2 separate regions of the Mus musculus genome follow, and region 1 is linked to region 2. Evidence: chromatin contacts called from public HiChIP or PLAC-seq data. All regions are on one chromosome and are shown on one strand. The core of a region is the stretch at or near the end of the contact, and the rest is flanking DNA. Distances in the headings are between cores, read along the strand shown.

The links. HiChIP or PLAC-seq counts read pairs in DNA pulled down with a chosen protein or histone mark.
Region 1: an H3K27ac HiChIP or PLAC-seq map of T-cell acute lymphoblastic leukemia shows a contact between it and region 2, with 4 times the contacts expected there. The contact joins two enhancer-like sites.

Annotation. Positions count from the first base shown.
Region 1 is chr17:86,878,620-86,881,319 of GRCm38.p6, forward strand. No RefSeq gene overlaps it. Among named protein-coding and RNA genes, the nearest start is that of Tmem247, 37 kb to the right of the region's middle. Within about 2 kb of position 1,437, at least 31 of the 459 cell types and tissues checked have an H3K27ac peak or open chromatin away from gene starts, as enhancers often do. A contact at or near this core is called in T-cell acute lymphoblastic leukemia, where this site is marked.
Region 2 is chr17:84,843,794-84,846,493 of GRCm38.p6, forward strand. No RefSeq gene overlaps it. Among named protein-coding and RNA genes, the nearest start is that of Gm46582, 29 kb to the left of the region's middle. Within about 2 kb of position 1,313, at least 75 of the 459 cell types and tissues checked have an H3K27ac peak or open chromatin away from gene starts, as enhancers often do. A contact at or near this core is called in T-cell acute lymphoblastic leukemia, where this site is marked.

The sequences.
Region 1 (2,700 bases), core at 187-2,686, 2.0 Mb after region 2:
ATATTAGCAAGTAGAACCCAACTATGTATAAAACACCATAACTAAGTGAGATTTATCCAAGGCTCAACATTTGAAAAAGCAAATGATGTAAACCAACTACAAACACATCAAGAAGCTAATGAAGGGGAGAGAGACACGGCACAACAGTTAAGAACACGCACTGCTTCTCCAGAAGACCCGGGTTTGGTTCACAGCATTCACACTGGGCATCTCACATCCACCCGCTCCCTACACACACACACACACACACACACACACACACACACACACACACAATTTTAAAAGGAAGTTAAAAAGAAGTCTTAAGTTCACATTAATTGATACAGAAAAAAATCAACCCACAACCTACTCAACCAAAAAACAAAGCAAAACAAAACAAAACAAAACAAAGCCAACACCAATTCACTGCAAAAACTCTTAGTAAACTAAAAATGGAAGGGAACTTCATCAACTTTATTGAGAACATCAACAAAAAACCCTGAAGATAATGTCATATTTAATGATGCTACACAGAGAAAGAAATTAGGAACAACATTAAAATATTTAATTTGCTCTTGTCAGTCTACTTTACTATCATGCTGGAAGTACTTGCCACTACAGTAAGACAAGAAATGAAAACATGAAACCATTTTTCTCCATAGACAATATGATTATCTATGCAGTTAGATAAAACCGACACCCACTGTCAGAGGGAGACTCTTAAGTTAATGGTATAATTCTGAACCGAAAGAGTAAAAATAATTTATTAGATTCATGGTACAGACCACCAGAGGTCACATGATAAAAATTTTAAAAAATATGGCCAGCATATAAAACTAAATTCCATAAAGAGCAACTTGGAGCCAGGTTGGAGCCAGGGGAGGTACTCAATTTACCAAGCTGACCTGTCTACTTAGGCTGTTTGGATCATAGTCTCCTCTACCCAAGCCTAGCCCAGACATTGGCTTCTCTATTGTAGGGCAGGAGAGACATGATGTGGTAGCTGAACACTAGTGAGCTGCTTTAGGGTGATGATGTCTATTCCGTCTTCTTTCTCAAACTTCTCCTGCGCTCAGCCCAAAAAATAGGTGCTTTTTCAAATGTCCATAATTGAACCCAATGAGTTCCTATTCTCTTGATGGTTTCTAGATGTTTTTATGGAGCCATGAACAATTCAATAGCAGAGGCTGCAGTAACTAGTCAACAGTATGAGATCCAACAAAGAAAGAGAATAAAAGGAATAAGCAGGAATGGCGTGCAGAAAGAGAAAAGGCAGGTGTAGAGGCAGATAGACAAGCCTAAGCCCTACACGGTCACACACACGCTGCTAACAAGCAGGTTTCTTAATCTCTCTGAGCCTTGTTTTCTCGATTTTGCAATGAGGATAACGGTGAGACGATGCACAGGAACTTAGCTGGCTGAAAATTACTGAACATGTGTCTTGTTTGCTTACCCAGTCAGTAAGGTCAGCTGCCAATGCCTGCTGCCTTACGTGCCCAAAGCAGACAGGGGCAGAAGGGTTCTACAGGGTGTAATAGACAGCAACGGCACTCTCACCGGACACGGATCTCAGGAGGCTCTTACAGAATCTAGAGTAGGATTCGGAAAGGAAAGAGAACATTTTGAACACAAAGAGGGCACTCAGAGTTAATCGGATGAGTTTCTGAATGGATGCATAAAATAAATGGGTGAATGCTTAGGGGGAAATGAATAAATTAGCATGTCTAAGAAATGATTTAGAAGCAGTGCGCGGATCAGAGAATAAAATTAAAGTAGTTAGCCCTTGATTGCTGCAGAGACGTGTGCTTCCGTGCATGAACCATTCTATAGGTGCCCATGGGACTACTCAGGCATTTTCCAGAGATGGACATTTATATTCCCCTAACCTGTGACAAACTATCTGTCTACAGAAACCACACCCTGTCTGCTTTGACCCCCTGATACTATGCTATCTCTGTGACCTATCTATGACTTGCACTATTAAGTGAATACATTTCCTGTACCCCTTGTAGGACAAGACAACATTTGCACCTGCTGACATATTTAGACTCATGTGTTATCTTAACGGCCGCTGTTCTCTGTTGATAGCAACCACGTCACCTAGATTGCTAGTCAGCTTCCTCCACAAACCACAGGGCAGAAGATTCTCATGAGAAAGAAAAAAAAAGTGCCAAGGATTGTTAAAGTTGGATGTTTGTGTTCTCAAAATGAAGCTCTCAGGTAAGAGTCATGCTTAGATACACCAAGGCCTGGATCCGCAGGGGCTGAGACCAAAGAGGAAGAGAAAGGGAGAGAATGCTAAAGCTCTGAGTTCTAGCTCAGGACACTCATTTTTGTTTGACCCTGGGCATATCATGTGACCTGTTTGGGTACCAGATTTTCTAGAGGACAGTAGAAGTGACTTCTAGGAACTGTGGAGCTCCAACATCTGGAACAGCAGATATGGAGGGCTTATTTTCTATGCTGGAGAAAACAAATTTAGCCCACCTTTCTCTCTGGTCCTGTTTATGGAGTCCCTACTTTTGTCTCCTAGTGAACCAGGCAAGTAAGTGGCTCTGTCATCAGAAAACCAGTGGGTGACCATAGTTGTGTTGATTTGGTGTGTCAATTTCTTGGCTTTTTATTTATTCTTTACTTTCATAAAGAATAAAGGAGACCAGGAGGAGGCCCCCTCTGCCCGCTGAGCCCGTAAATGGGATTTCTCGGCAGTTTGATCTTAGA
Region 2 (2,700 bases), core at 63-2,562:
TTAAATATATCAACGCCATGAAGGTCAACACTTCCCAGAGTTGGGGACATAGTTCAGATGATAAGGTACTTATCTAGCAGGCATGAAGCTCTGAGTTTGAGCCTCAACACTGCTAAAAACTGGTGTAATGGCACTCTCCTGGACTCAGGAGGTAGATGCAGGAGGATCAATTCGAAGTCATCCTTGTTTGTGTACTGAGTTCAAATCTACCCTGGGATGCCTAAGACCATGTCTCAAAGCAAAAACCTCCCAGCCAGGTTTGGTGATGCTCACCTGTAATCCTAGCATCAAGAAGATAGAGGCAGGAGGATTACAGCAAACTGCAACACCAGTCTAGTAGGTTTGCATAGCAAATCCCAGACCAATTAGAAAGAAAAGAAAAGAAAGTAAAGAAGAAAGGGGCTAAAGAGATGGCTCAGCAGTTAAGAGTACTTGTTGCTTTTTAGAGGTCCTGGATTTCGTTCCTAGCATCCATGTTAGCTGCTAACAACCACCTGTAACTCCACTTCCAGAAGACCCAACACCCTCTTCTGACCTCCGCCGGCACTGCATGCCTGTGGTGCATAGACATACATGCAGACAAAACACCCATACACATGAAATAAAAATAAATCTATAAAAGAAAGCAAGCTCCCCCAAATACATTCCCAAAATAAATAATAAATAATAAATAAAAAACATATCCTATACAGCAATAGCTCAAATCCAGTCTTTGGAGCAGTTTACAATTCCTGTAACTATTGATGTGAGATGAAATTCTGAATATGTACACGCATGGGAGGAGAAATTACATATGGATGTGTGGTCAAATCAGAACTTAGGTTTTACAGCAGACATCAATGAAGCAGGACGGCTGACTGGCAGGAAGACATCTAGAACCCTGGTCCTGAGAGCACAGAGGAGGAACCAGGGATGCTTTGCATGTAAAGAGAACACTTTTGAAGACACGATAACGAGCTTCAATGGATAAAGCTCGATGACGCAATAGCATGGGTCACATATGGACTGACCATCAGGGAGAAGCAAGGACCCAGACCTTGTTAGATTCTGGTCAAAAGAAGGAATCACTTTCCTGTTATTAGCAAGAAGAGGAGAACAGGTAAACTGTGAGTCACAAGAGCAAACCCTGTGGACGGTTCCCTTGGAGGAGCCTCAAGGACGGATAGCTGGCCATGTTGGAGCCAGCGCGCCATGCCTAGGCTGGAGAGGGAGATGGGCGCTGAGAGTGCATCTGCGCTAGGGCACTGCTTAGGCAGTGAGCTGGTGGTTCAGCCTCAGCGGTCCATGTGCAGGATGTGGCTATTCTACGTCTATGCAGTTCAGACGCTTCCTGTGCGGGGATGTGGGAACCTTCTGCAAGGCACATCGGAGGAAGGCTCTTAGCTGCAGTGCGGTTTCCTTTGTGCTTCTGAGTTTCAGACAAGCTATCACGCCTGAGATATATTTGAACAGGGTACGTGATGCATGTGTGTGGCTGGGGATTGAATGTAGGGCCTCATGCAAGCTAGGCAAACACTGTAGCTCTGAGAAACACCCTGGTTGAACAGCATAGCAGTGCTGGCGTGGGTATGCTCTGTGATCTCAGCCATTTTTTAGTGGGATAAAGAGAGAGGGAGGAGCCAGCAGCAACTGTGAAAAGGCCACAGTTAGTGAAAAAACACCCGATATTAGCCTACCAACACTCTCTTTACTCAGACATGTTCTAGTCTCTGGAGCACAGCTGCTGTCTATACTGTAGTTGTCTATTGCATCTCTTCCAGAAGCGTCATTTACAACCCATGCAACTCCAACCAGCAGGTCAACAGGAAGGCAGGGACCCTGAAAGGGGCCAGTGAGTTTCTCACCACACCGGAGTTAAATATCCCTGACTCCCAACAGTCCAGCTGATGAAAAAAGAACGCTTTGTCTCTTGGCCTGATGGCTCTGCATTGGACTGGTTTTCAGGACAATCACCCCAGCTTGCTAATTCTCACACTTGCTAGTTGATTCCATAGCATTTTATTCTATTTTACATTATTCAGAGACAACTTAAGCAGTGTAACGCACAGATGGAAACTACTGAGTGCTTGCATCCCAATGTCTAGGCATTTTGTCTGTCTGAATGGTTTCTTTAGACACCTAATACATACATTAATAATCTCGCAACCAGACTCAATATCTACGATGCAAATTTGAATTACCTGCATACGAGTGAACACTCAGGCTAAAAGTCTTGTCATTTTCTGTTTGTTTATTTGTTTGTTGTGGTTTTTGTTTTTCAAGACAGGGTTTCTTTGTGTAGCCTTGGGCATTCTGGAACTCACTCTGTAGACCAGGCTGGCCTCAAACTCAACAATAAAAATTTTTAAAAGATGATCATTATCATCGTTATTTATGTATATATGTGTGCACCTGCTTGTCTCGGTGTGCACCACGTGCATGCAGTGTCTGTGGGGGCCAGAGGGGGCATAGGACCCCCTAGAACTGGAGGTGCTGTGAGGTGGTGTAGGTGTTGGATTACAAACCTGGGTCATCTACGGGAACACCAGTGTTCATAACTACTGCCCTGTCTCTCCAGTCCTCGCAGTCAATTCTTGATCAAATCCTTTTAACTCTACTTTCACAATCCGGTATGGGGATCCAGAAGATGCTGATAATCATGCCTGCGGCCCAAGCCGGGGACCAGAGTTTCATCCCAGAACTCACACAGATGGAAGGAAA